Linked DNA regions of Mus musculus: all the other regions are linked to region 1. The links are chromatin contacts, called in public Hi-C and promoter capture Hi-C maps. All regions are on one chromosome and are shown on one strand. Each heading gives the region's core, a stretch centred on a gene start, on an enhancer-like site or on the middle of the called end of the contact. The rest is flanking DNA. Distances are from core to core; before and after follow the strand shown. Region 1 holds the start of Pthlh (parathyroid hormone-like peptide). Region 2 has its middle 65 kb from the start of Pthlh. Region 3 holds the start of E330012B07Rik (RIKEN cDNA E330012B07 gene).

Evidence for each region. Promoter capture Hi-C pulls out the DNA fragments that hold promoters and counts their contacts. Hi-C and Micro-C count contacts between places; a contact is called where the count stands out from the background.
Region 2: a contact with region 1 is called in a Hi-C map of cortical neurons, with 1.9 times the contacts expected there. The contact joins the enhancer-like site here to the promoter of Pthlh in region 1. A contact is called at or near these places in 2 of 39 promoter capture datasets (frontonasal cranial neural crest and trophoblast stem cells), 4 of 484 Hi-C or Micro-C datasets (cortical neurons, nephron progenitors and uterus), 3 of 115 datasets of contacts at active chromatin or transcription factors (T-cell acute lymphoblastic leukemia, embryonic stem cells and pancreatic cancer cells) and 2 of 9 other capture datasets (adipose tissue and liver).
Region 3: a contact with region 1 is called in a promoter capture Hi-C map of embryonic stem cells, with 5 times the contacts expected there. The contact joins the promoter of E330012B07Rik here to the promoter of Pthlh in region 1. A contact is called at or near these places in 3 of 39 promoter capture datasets (embryonic stem cells, frontonasal cranial neural crest and hippocampal neurons), 1 of 484 Hi-C or Micro-C datasets (embryonic stem cells) and 2 of 115 datasets of contacts at active chromatin or transcription factors (embryonic stem cells and pancreatic cancer cells).

Annotation. Positions count from the first base shown.
Region 1 is chr6:147,261,372-147,265,962 of GRCm38.p6, forward strand. Pthlh (parathyroid hormone-like peptide) reads right to left here and starts at 2,642. Exons shown (of 4, transcript NM_008970.4): 1 at 2,214-2,642; 2 at 1,899-2,024. The coding sequence starts at 1,999.
Region 2 is chr6:147,327,374-147,331,516 of GRCm38.p6, forward strand. No RefSeq gene overlaps it. Among named protein-coding and RNA genes, the nearest start is that of Pthlh, 65 kb to the left of the region's middle. Within about 2 kb of position 2,063, at least 18 of the 459 cell types and tissues checked have an H3K27ac peak or open chromatin away from gene starts, as enhancers often do. A contact at or near this core is called in cortical neurons, where this site is marked.
Region 3 is chr6:147,177,084-147,181,518 of GRCm38.p6, forward strand. It overlaps E330012B07Rik (RIKEN cDNA E330012B07 gene), which reads left to right and starts at 3,158. Exons shown (of 3, transcript NR_033640.1): 1 at 3,158-3,231.

The DNA of each region.
Region 1 (4,591 bases), core at 1,392-3,891:
GAAGTAGTCCATAAATGTTTTGTCCAGCATGTGTGCAAAAATAAAGAGTTTTTAAAAACCCTCCATTTGGCTATGATGATTTTAACTCCCTCAAAAAAAAAAAAAACCTCCATTGTGATGTGATGTGCTATTAAGCATTAGGTGTGGTAGTGAGTATCTCACAGTTTTATTAACCATGGCCAAGTGTGAGCGTTTAACTACACTATTATATTTCACCTACAAACAGAACGAGAGCAGAGTCCCTAGCTGCCGAATGGTTTCTGAGGAGTAGTTCTATAATATGCAACAAAGAAAGAGTTAAAAACAGCTGTAAGGACAGCTTAGTGCTATTTTTATTCCGTCATTGTAGACTCAAGCATGGCTCATTTACTCTCTCTCAAAAGAGAAAATAGGTATTAAGCAACTTTAAAGAAAAAGTTGGCTCTGTTCCAAGACAGAAATTCTTATCCAAATAAATACAGTATGTAAGTGTGCTTTTTTTAAAAAAAAATTTCAGCTCATCTGTATTTATATTTGGATGTTAGGTAATTGAATTTCACACAAGTCTCAAAAATGAGGGAAAAGTCTCAAGACAATTTCGAGAAGTAAGCCAGCAGTGCACTCACTCTTGGGACAATGCTGCCTTATCTCCAGTACAATGCTCTACACAACTTGCCTTAGGAGATTCATAATAGAGTTTCATTTTCGTGCCAAGATCCAGACATGTCTAAAGTAATTTCATTTAAAGATTTTCTGCCGAACTAATAAGAATAGACCAGAAGCAGGCGCTGAACAGTCGCCTTTTTGTATACCCTCGGGAGTTTACAAGAAGCACCAGGAACCTGACTGTAAATATTAGGTAGATATTGCTGCTTCTCTTGTGAGGTGAGCAAGTCCTCCTAATGCCTTCTCCAGAGCCAAACGACTCATTTCTTAAACTTTATGGTTTTCCCATCTTGAACAGAGTCTGTGCTAAGAGAGCAGCCCTAGACGGTATTACATCGACATCGATGAGACAGACAGATTCAAGCATGCCTACTACTTCCCAAACACTGCGGCGATATTTTGCTGGTGTTCTTAGATGTATTCTTATCTCAAAGTCAAAATCACTCTTTAAGAAATCAAAAACTCAACCACCAGCTGAGAATGCCGAACTACAAGCTTTCAGACCACAATGCAAATATTTCGACTCCGGATTAAAGAACCGTTAGCAATAATTCCAGGAAAAAGAAAGTTTCCACGCCTAAAGTCCATTTTGGAGACAAGCACACCCGCCTTCCTGAATGGTATCGATACTAAAGTTGGACGTTTGCCATTAAAAAGTTGTTACTACTAAATTATATAATATGCTTTGTTATGTAACACAGTCCTGTTTTATATGCTTAAAATTATGTCATTCATAATAAAACTAGACACAACGTTTTTGCTTTTCACACACAGACTGCCACCCACATTTAGACATATCCACTCGCTTGTGTGCGCGCACACACACACACAGACACAGACACACAGACACACACACAGACACACACACAGACACACACAGACACACACAGACACACACAGAGGCACACAGACAGTTCCTGAATCCCCCAGTTTCCTGCTGAGTTTCAGAACCTCTCGGTGGATAAAGTAACTTTGGTGGTTCCCTGCAGACAGATATCTTGCCGGCCCAGGTTCTGAAAAAGACTCCCTCTTATGGAAAGGCACATCAAACTTGTTTCGTGCCTGTCCATTTTGGGGTCTCACCAGCTCTCTAGATGGCTTTCCTGGGCTCAGCCCCTTGCTAGCAGGTACCCCGTGACTGTGTCCAACTCAGGTTGGGACCATCAGGGACCCCTAGGCTTCCTCAGCATCGCCCGCCTCAGCTGGCGCTGGTCTTCCCCACCCCTCACCCCAGGAGGAAGACCGGTACTTACAGCCTGCGGCCAAGCCCCTCCACCGAACGCCCGCGGGAGGGCACGGAGTAGCTGAGCAGGAATACCAGGACACTCCACTGCTGAACCAGCCTCCGCAGCATCGTGCCGCTCGCTGGCTCTGGGGACCTGCAAGAGTGGAACCCGAGGGTCAGTCCCGGCTCTCCATCTCTTCCTCGCACTGCCCCGCTCCCTCTTTTGGAACCCCGTGGCTTCCCAACAGCCACTCCAAAGTCGAGGGCATCTCACAAGTTAGGAGGAAAAAAGAAAACAAGAAAAAGAAAGCAAAAAAGTGTCTCCGAGCCCCTGAGCACTTACTTGTGTAGGAATCAGCGCCTCTAACTGCGCCTCTCTCAAACCGCACAGGCAAAAAGGGACCCGAGAGGGGAAAAAGCAATCAGAGAGCTTCCTCTGAAAGAAGAGCGAAAACCGGGCGTTTTACATAGGCGTCGGGGATGCGTGGCGCGTTGCTGTGGCTCCCATAGCAATGTCTAATTAGTCTTGGCGGCAGCACTCTGGGTCGTGGGGCAGGTCAAACCCCTCTTCAAACGCGGGTGTTCCTCAGGAGTCAGCTGTCCTGCGCACCGGGCCTCTGGGTGCACAGCCACTTGCGGCAGAGCGCGTATATATACATAGCTGTCGGTCTACCTCCTTCGGTGGGCTGGTTGCTTCCGGAAAGTTGATTCCACAACGCCCTTGAACAAGTTGCAGGCGCGCGTGTCGTGGATGCGAGGGCCAGGTGGCCGCGAGGGCGGGTTCCGGCAGCGGGGCGGAGCGGCCCAGCTGGGGCGGCGCAGGTTGGAGAGTAGCTGTGAGCCCAGCCCTGGAAGGTTCACACGCTCCGGGGCCAACCTGCTGAGAAGTGAGCGAGTCGCAAAGAGGTGGCGCCCGAGGAACGCGCGCCGGCGGAGCAGGCAGGGGTGAGCGGGCCGGCGGGGGCGGGGAGCACAGGGGAGCCCGGAGCCACGGAGCCCCACCCCAGTCCTGGCCCGCGTGGGCCGATCTGACGCTCTCCTCCTCCTGAACCGGCCTGCTGTCGCCTGAGTGGCAGGTCCAGGAGTCCAGGTCCCTACAAACAGCAAGGAGGAACCCCGGGTGGCCTGAGAATCCCAAGAGTCCCAAGCTCGCTTGCAAGCTCGCATTGCACTGCATTCCTGCCTGGTGTGGCCTTCTCCTGGGGAGGGGACTAAACCTAGCACCCAGAAGAGCAAAGGCGATTTTGGGTCTTACTGTTTGGGAAGGGTTGGGGACATCACGTCTGGAGCAGGTCCTAGAACGGGTGTGTGAGCAAGGAAGAAGACCCACTTTGTGATCACAGACGACCTGGAATGCGCAGAGTCCTTCTTTCTCACCTTCTTCTGATAACCTACTCTATGTCCTGATAAAGATTCACTGAGTGCCCATTTGCTTCAGCTTCTCAGTGCTGCTGGGCAGGGAGTGGGGGTGGGGGGTGGGGGAGAAAGTTGTGAGTTACTGATTGTGGGTCTAGAGGTGTGTGTGTGTGTGTGTGTGTGTGTGTGTGTGTGTGTGTGTGTGTGAATACTAGTTTCCCCCCAGGTCCTAGATCACGCTGAAATGAACATGGGAACCACTCAAAGAAGTTTGCCTTCTAGACAATACTGCTGGAAAATTTCATCTGACTCTCTAGGAGGCTAGTGTCACTCAAAGACCTTTGTCAGACCTGGGCTGTGATGCTCTACAGACTTCTGGGGTGGGTACTCCTAGGACTTCTCACCCCTCCCCTCCCCTAAGCCTTGCTGCTCGCCAGCAGTTAAAGCTTTCAGCTGTCTTGGGCGGGGTTCCCTCTCATCAGAAGCCCTTGTCTCTTTCCCTTGATTCCTTTAAACTTCATACTTGTAAAAAAAAAAAAAAAGTTGGCTTCTTCCCACCTTAAAAAGAAACCCGGGAATTTCCATAACGTCCTTTAAGTGGTTAAGAATTTGTAACTGTTAGACATGTTTACATGGCACGAAAAGAGAAAGTTTGAACCTGTGACACTCTGTGATAACCCTTCCCCAAAGATGCTGGAGCCCTAATTGATCTGGAGTGGGGAGCCCCATGAGAGGAAAAGAAGGGACTCACAAAGCAACCATTCTGCTGCGTTTCCTGAGACTTGCTTAACGTTAAACATGATATTTGCTTCACCACCAAGAAAAAAAAATCCAAAGGTACTTTGCCAAGTCTCAAATTACTTTGACTTAAAAATACTCCCCCAATAAAAGGCTGAAACAAAAACTAGACACACTGTGCGTTTAAGGCTGGAATCTATACACTACTTTGATTGATGTTGTTTTTTTCCTAATTAGACAAAATTGACCCTCCTTTCCCCCTTTTCCTTTCTCTACCCCATCACCCACCATCTTTTCTGAGGCTAATGGAAAAACATCATCCATTTTAAAAGAATTTCCTCTCCTGGAAACACAAAGAGAAACTATAGAGAAACTATGGACAATGAGGAATAAGTAGCTTTATCTCCTCAGAATTAAACACTTTCTCATGCTGTGTTACTTCACTTTTTCCTTGAGTCACAAGCTCCTCCACATTCTGACCAAGGAAGGGACATCCTGTCAGTCTCATTCAGAAATATTTGTTTTGTAAAATCAAGTCTTTAATGAATGAAAAGCTTTGTGTAAGTGGTCTTTTCCGTTGTGAGGAAGCAGGTCCTGCTCCAGGCAGACCGAGTTCCTTTCTTGATG
Region 2 (4,143 bases), core at 813-3,312, 65 kb after region 1:
AGTCTGTATTGAACTCTTGACAACTGGGCTAGAACCTTGGAGATGACAGCCAGACAACTGTCTTTAAATCTAGAGTATATCTAGAGAGGAAGAATCTGTAGACTCCCGAGACTCTCACAATCCAGCTTCATGTCTATAAAGAGTTAGATCTGTAAGATCTTTTTAGCCAGGAGTGGAGAAAGCTCAGAGTTCTTCAGAAGAGTTCAGGGAAAAGTAGACAGAGCCCTATCCAGTCAGCTCTGATGATTTGACCAGTGGGTGGAACTGGGGTGGACCTATGGGGTCAAGGGTTCAAGACTTAAGAGTTTAAAGACCAAGGAGGGAATTGGAAGGATCAGAGGGAAAGGTGACTAAGAGGAAGTTTGGGTTTTTTGTTTGTTTGTTTGTTCGTTCATTTTTGTTGTTGTTTTTGTTTTGTTATAGGTATCATATTTAGGCTAAGCGAGAAGATATTCATAAAGGTCAGGCCTAGTTATAAGAGGCAGCAGTGGCCAGTCACTAATTGGGTGCAGTCGAGCAGAGATAGACCTTACACTTGCCCTCTGCCAGCGGCCCCAGCATAATAGTTCTTCAGAGGACACCATAAAACCAACAGGTTGAATAGATCCAATACACCTAGAAGAAGCAAAGTAACAGTGACTGGGCAAAAGAGCCTCTCCAAGAGCCTTAGAAGAAACAAAGTAACAGTGACTGGGCAAAGGAGCCTTTTCATACCTCTTTTCTCACCAGCACTGGTGCTCATTTGCAATACTAGTTACATGAACTGTGGCAGCTGTGTTCTCATTCATTCTTGGGTATCTCTGTTTCCCTTCCCCTTTCCTCTCCATTTGTGTCTTGTGCAGGGGATCAAATCCAGAGACTCGGGCAAGCTTAAACAGGATTTCTATCACTGTGCTATATCCCCACCCCAGGGGATTGATTTTCCCTGGAAAGAAACATTTGTTTTCATAAATGGTTAAATTCGTAATCATTTTAAAACTAGTGATTCCAGACACAGTCATATGCTTTTCCTCTGCTTTTGAAAGAGGGTGGTGAGATAAGGAGAAGACCTCTACTGCTGGGGAGACAGAGGTGGCTATGTACAGAGTTTCACAGCTCCTCAGGGGAGATGAGATTTGAAGCAGGTTAGTTATGCTTTAACATCTTCTAGAGAATTCATCTAGAAACCATGCCCTCCAATACCATCCCAACCCACCAAGGAGGCCATGTGGTTCTCAGTGCTGACTCTGGAGCTGGAGTCTGGGGATGAGAATGGAGAGAGTGAAGTACTCTTGAGTTAGAGGCTCCTGTGGGTGAGGCTGCAGGCTGCAGGCTGCAGGCTGCCCTCATCTCTCAGCCATGTGACTTGGGTCTGGGTTGCTTCTTTACCCATCTCTTCCTGGACTCATGTTGTTGCTCTTCTCCATTGCTACCATCTGACCAGGGTCTTTCTCTCCTGCTGCCCCTTATGTTCCTAAACATATTTCCTTAATCATCTTTTTTTTTTTTTTTAGCATGACCATGCTCTGAAGGATATGCAATGGCACATGATGATTTGGTACATCTTTATTGATATTCAGTTTTATTCAAGGACAGCTGAACCCTCTATTTCCATCTAATAAGACACCTATGTAGTGAGCTAGCACAGAGCAAATGGTGAGACATTTTAGTGTAAGCCAGTTTGAGCTTTGAGCTGCCCAAGACCGCAGCCCTGGATAACCAGGGAATGCACTTAATTAGCTCTGTTGTTTTGGATAGTTCATTGGTGGAAAACACAGAGCATCAGAGAGCTAATGGAAGCAGTCTTGAGGTTTGTGGAGGGGGCTTTTCTGCTCAGAATAGAAGGCATGATAGGCTTTCCCTGGAGAAGTAACGGGGGCAGGGATTTACCCCAGGAAATCAAAATATAGAGGCAGGGTGGTAGAAACAAAGCAAAACAAAATTGAACAATGATTTTAAAGGCTTAGCACTTACTTACCAAGAATAATTAGCTAAAATAGGATGCTACCAGATGGCTCAGGCTTGCTATTAAAACCCATCTGTGAGCCACATTTCCAGCCGGAGAGCTTATTTGAGGAGCTTTGTGTCACTTCAGCTGCTCTGTTCCAAATCCAGAACGACCAGCGATGACGGTGCCCTGATCCTTCTGGGTCCCACTTCCACTTTTTCTTCCTTTGCCAACCCCAACCTTTGTTCTTTCTCTGAAAGGTTTGTAAAGATATAATGATCTCTGTGTGTGCAAAGGCCTTGAGTCATTTATCTATCACATACAGGATGGCTTCTCTTACTATTTCTGGATAGAAATGTAAAATGGTTGGGGAAGATGGAGCTGAGAGGTGTGTGAGGTGGAGTCTCTGACTTTACTGATGCAGCGAGTTAGCCTGGCTTTGGGTGGGCTCCCAAGTCCTTCCCCAGCCCCTCTTTAGTTTGGTGTCCATCCTGCCATCACAGAAGGGACACCTTGGGTACGGAAATGACCCACAAACTTAGAGGCTTCATGATAGAATTGCTTGTAACTAAAAACATTAGAAATTAGGTCTTCCTTTACTATGGAGCCGGAAACTCACCCCTGCATGAGTACATGGGCTCACATGGAAAGAGGTCTGATGTGTAACACCAGTTGCCCTAAAAACACAGGGAAGAAAAACACTCCAAACCTTTTGAGAGATACTTTATACATGTATCTATATCAGTGACCTGAGTTTCATTTGCAGTGTGAGCTCAGTGAATATCAGTAACATGAAAGAAAATGCTCATTGTATCCTAATTATGGTTACGACTGTGTAGACATTAAATCTTCCTACAGTCACCAAAACATGGGTGTCTTGGATGTCATTTATAGCTAGAATAATGGCAAGTATTGATCGAGTGCTTGGGAAATCTTTTGCATGCCAAATTTTGACACGCATATGCTTCCAGATAGGTTTGGCCACAAAATATTGTTATAATAAAAGTCTAGTTACCAAACTCAAAAATATGGCGAGTGAGATATAAACTCATGTAGCACTCGTTAATTAAGGCAGGAACTGGACTCTAGAGGGCTTTTAATGGAGAGGGACTCATGGGTTCAGTGAGAAGATGAAAACCTGGCTCTGAGGAGGCTCGAGGTGAGTGTGTACCGTGTCCCTTACCGTGTCTGCCTCTGAGAATACTACAGGTGAGTGTGTAGTGTGTCTCTCAATGTGTTTGTCAAATGGACTCTTAAGATGTGACTTTGGTAGCCAAGCAAAAGCAGAAAGGATGTCCAGGTTTCCACTGGATATCACTTGAGTATTCTTAAGAATGGTGTCTGCTTGGTAGGCTGAAAAGCCAGGTAAGTGCTCAGGACAACTAAATGGGTAACCTGGCCAAGACTTGCAGACCTTGGTGGTATAAACAGAGATGAAGATCATTTGGAATATTTGTGTAGGGGCATCATGAAACCATTAATTTATCTAGGTTGTGAGTTCTCTGCTAGGGACTATCAGCATGGCCCCCTGTATTCCTCCAATGTTATCAATGAGAATTTAGGAAAAATCCCGGTCAAATCTCTGGTGTAGGACTCATGTCAGGAAGCCTAGAGGGCAGACCCAGCACTGGTTGTAGATGTTTGAGAGAGCCAAGCACTTAGTATTAATACTTTTATAATAAAAATTTGATATACATATTAATCTTGCTGAGTCTAAGAATATTTTGCTTCTCACAGTAATAGATCAGTCTTGACATTCTGATGTAAAATACACAATTATTTAAGTAATTTAGATTTGCACTTTTAAGTTAAATCTCATCAACTTTATTTAGATTATTGGAAAAGTTAAGAAAACACAAAATCCACTGTGTTTATATGTTTAATTCACTAGAATAATGTTGTTCTGATGGGACAAAGGATAGTCATTGTGATAGCTGTACTTAACAGAGAGCATAAACTATATTAAATTTGTGAACAGAGCTAAAATTATTTTATTAAGTAACAATCTATACTTGTGTGTGTAGAACAAAATACTATTCTAAATGTTTCCAAAAATGTTGCTAACCTACTTTGGCTTACAAATAAAACAAAATTTCTAAGATGAACTTTAATTAAAAGCATTTTTTTCTTTTAATATTAAGGGTTCATACACCCAAGATTTGGGTTCAACAAAACATTTGAAAGCTCAGAAATGATAATTTTATGTACATTCAAAA
Region 3 (4,435 bases), core at 1,908-4,407, 84 kb before region 1:
CTGCTCAGGTTGCTGGTGGTTGAGAGGTATTAAGCCTGGCCCCAAGGGCAGGGTGTGTGGAGGCCTCTTGGTTTCTCTGGCAGTTATTGGAGGTGGGGGCGGGGGGCTGTGTTGACAGGCCTGGGAGAAAGCGGAGGTGGGACTCCAGAGCCAGCAGGAGGACCTCAATGACAGAGGAAGGGTGCCTTCAAGGCAGAGAGGAGCAGCCTCCAAGGCTCTGTGTTGTATGCTGGCTTCAACTCCTTAGGAAAACAGCCTCAAAAACTCACCAGAGAAGCAGGCCTCTCTTTTTTAGGCGATGTTCTGCAAAGGAGAAAACTCTGCTGTTGTCTCTTCATCCCAGGCCTGGATCAATGCCGTGGAAATCTTGATTCTTCCATCTCAGCTCTGTCTACAGGCCCAAGTTTAAACCTGTGCCCTGCTGGACAGCTTGAGGTGACAGTTTGGCCAAGATGCTATGGAATAATGGAAGAGAAAACACTACTTAATGATAGGGAACTGGCCTGTGAATTCCTGGTTCACCCTCACAAAATGGAAAACTGCGTACAACACTGAGTGATCTTTTGAAAGCGTGTTGGGACACTACCGTAAACACAATTCTACTTCCTGCAATTCCCCAGCTCGGTGCAAAGACTCAGGAGACATGATAATGAAGGCAACAAGAACTGTGTGCATCAAGTCGTCAGACTTTGGTTCCTAGAAGGACTGATGTGGTTGTGCAGAATAGAAGATTTTCTTGAAATGACTAAGTTACCTTTCAGGAAACACTCTCCTCTTCCTGGGAAGACTTTAAATGTGCCCTGTGGGTTTTGATGAGGTTAGATCAATCTAATCATTTTAGTTCGTTTAATGAGTCAGGGCGACGACTGCAGAGAATGGGAAATCACGCAATCTTCGGGAGGACTGAGATGGAAGCCTAGCCCCTGGGCATCTAGGCACTGATTCTTCTTGTCAGAGGGCTCAGTTTATTGCAAAACAATTAGATTAGTTTCATTAGTTAAACCTTAAAACCCTGATATTAAAAACTTTAGCTTCCCTATAGAACCTCCTACAATCTGAATGCTTAGTAAGGATTTAATTATAGTGGACTCTTAGGCTGAGAAACTGAGCCCCCTTTTCTGGCCTTTGTACAATTAAGTGCCTGTCAAACTCAGGCAACCCCTAATTTTCTTTAAGTGAAAGCAGTTGATGAGCTTAAAACCAATTCTGCCCTTAGGGCTTTTCTTTTTTAAATGAAAGTCTTATAATTAGAAATGAAAGTTCATAGAAACTTAAAAGACTTTTCCCCCCTTCTTTTTTTCACCCCCTGTGGATATACTTCACTCAGACAAAAGCTGGAGAGTTTTGTCATTACTGATGTTGGGCGTGGCAGCTTCATACCCAGTTGGGAGGAGTCGCTTGAAGCTGGTGCTAGCAGAGTCTTGGACTGTAGTAGAGCCTCTCCATAACCTGGATGCTCAAATCTTGTTCAGGAGTCAGGAAATCAGCACCACCTTCTGGGAAAAGCAAAGCTTCGGGTTCCTCCCAGGCTCACAGACAGCCACCGCTGCGCGTAAGACCCCGTAGGCTGAAAGAACATTAGAGTCCAAGAAACACCTACGCATAAAACTGGTTCCTGGGGGAAATGTGAAGTTTAAAGTAATAATATATTGAACTTGTCTTCAATGTTAGAGCATTTTGTAAATTAAAGAGCAGCCGGCTTTGTTTCTCGCATCATAAAATCCAGGCAATTAGTGCTGCCCAAAGAGTATTTTGAAGCTCGTGATCCTGCCTGCGGGGAGAGACAGCCGCGCCTGGGGATCTGCCATCCTGATGAGTCTGGAACCCAAAATTTTAGGACCCCCGGTAGATCTAGCTTTTGTTAGTTTTTCTCAAAGGAAATGTACGTTCTACTCGAGAGTATCTTCTTAAGAGGAGTGCTCACTAAATATTTTTCAAATAGGTGACTACACTAAGGTGAGGTTGTACTGGATTTAGAAACTGGATTTAGAGCGTGTTAGGACACCCCACCCGACCCTCGCCTCACTCCCTTTTGCCTTGTGAACACCAGTCTGGGAGGCCCGTTTTAGACACTGCCTCCATCGATCTCTTCTGCTGTACTGTGAGCTCTATGAGGGCATCTTGGTTTCTTAGAATCTTGCTATTGAACAGTGTTTGTGTTTTATTTTGGGGTATGTGTTGTGTGTGCACTAAGATGTGGGTGTGTGAGAATGTCAGATGTCTTCCTCTCTCACTCTCTGTCTTATTGCCCTGAGACAGGGTCTTCCACTGAGAGGCTAAGCTGGCTGGCTGGCCATCGAGCTCTCAGAATCTACCTGCCTCCACTCCCCAATGCTGGAGTTACTGGCACACACAGCTATGCCCTGCTGCGTGTGTGTGTGTGTGTGTGTGTGTGTGTGTGTGTGTGTGCTGGGTATTGGAATCCAATCCTCATGCTTTTAAAATAAGCACTCTTACCCGTTGAGTCATTTCCTCAGCTCCCCCCCCCCCTGTATTAATTGTAGCAAAGTATTTGCAACATGAAATTTCCCATTTTGGCCATTCTGAAAGTGTCCTGTCCAGTGGCATTGAAAATGATGACTCTTTGTAGCCACCATCCCTTTCTATCTTGTAAAATGGAAACTCTATGTCATTGAACAATAGCTGTCCAGCTTCTTTGTGTATAGTGCAGGCTAGCCTCTAACTCCTGGTCTGGCCTTGAACACATGCCCTTCTTCCTCCACCACCCCCATATTGGGATTATAGATTCAGGCACCACACCTTGCTTCAGTGCGCTCACTGAGCAATCTAATGGCTAAAAATGTTGAATGTTTTTCATGACAATATGCATTTCTTCATTTGAAAACTGCTCAGTTTATCCTTTCATTTATTGATGGGGTTATTGGTTCTTTGAGTGTTTAATGATTTGAGTTCTTTATATATGGTGGACATTAGTCCCTGTGCTGGTTGGTTTTTGAGAACTTGACACAAGCCTGAACATACCCAGGGGAGGAAAATCATACCAGAGAAACTGTTTAGATAAGCTTGGCCTGTGGGTACATCTGTGGGGCATTCTGTTGATTGCTAATTGATGTGGGAGGGGCCAGCCCACGGTAGGCGGAGTCATCTCTGGGCAGGTAACCTGGGTTGTATAAGAAAGGTAGCTGAGCAAGTCAGGGAAAGGAAGGCAGTAAGCAACTGTTCTCCTGCCTTGAGTTCCTGCCTCAGCTACCCTGGGATAGACTGAAACCTGTAAGTGAAAATTATCCTTTTTCTGCCTAATGTGCTTTTTGGTCAGGGTTTATCACAGTTACAGAGAAGCAAACCAGGTCAGGCCCCTAAGAGATCACAAGCAACAAAGTATTTTCTTCCGTCCTGCACACTGATTCTCTCTGTTGTGTAAAAGCCCCTTATTTTAATTTTTCATGTTTGGAGCCATTTCCGGAGCTAGAGCTGCCCTCTCAGAAAGCCTCCTCTGCTGTGTTTTGAGCTGTTGCTCCTGTGCTTTCGTCCAGTGGTTGCAGGTCTTACAGTAAGTTTCTGGTCCACTGTGGTCTGACTTTTGTGCAAAGTGAGACCTGTGAATCTGGTTTCAGTTTTCCACGTGAGGCTATCCAGATTCATCAGAAACATTTGTTCAACAGGCATTGTTTTTCTAAACACACATTTTTTTTCTGTACCTGTGGGGGAAATCATGGCTATAACTGTATATTGGTATAAAGGAAAAACAATAACTTCTAGTATGTTGATCTTGTGCCCCTTTGCTGAAGGTGTTTACCAGACCTCAGAGTCTCATGGGAGTCTTTAGAGCATTCCCATTGTAGGATGACGTCATCTACAAACAAGTATACTCCAGTTTCTTTGTTTTCTATTTGTTTCCTTTTAATTCCTGTTTCTGTCTTATTGCTTTCATTTCAGCTTAAATCACTGTAAAGAGAGTGGACATTGCCACACTGCTATTGATTTTAGAGAAAATGTTTTTGGTGTTCTTCATTCTGTAAGCTCTAGCTCTGACCCATGTGCCCTTGATTATGGTCCCTTTCTTTCTAGTATCTTCAGAGCCTTTATCACAAAAGATGTTATGTTATATAAAAGGCCTTTCTGTTCCATTGAGATGATAATTTGTGTTGACCTTGATTCTCTTTGCATGTGGTACATTTGTTGATATATATATGCTGAACTGTCTGTCCTTTTTGGGGCAAAAGCAGCCAGTGATATTTTTATTTTTATTAAAATGTTTATATTTTATTTTATTTCATGTGTTTAGGTGTTTTGCTTGCATGCATGTGCAGTGCCCACAGAGGCCATTGACCATTGACCCAGACATGGCCTCAGGTGGCAGCACAAACTACTCACATCAGGCTGTTCCTCATCACCCTCACATTTCCAGTTTCTCCTCTTATCATACTGCATAAACTGTTCTTTTTCTTCTGTCTCTCCACCACACACTTGCCAT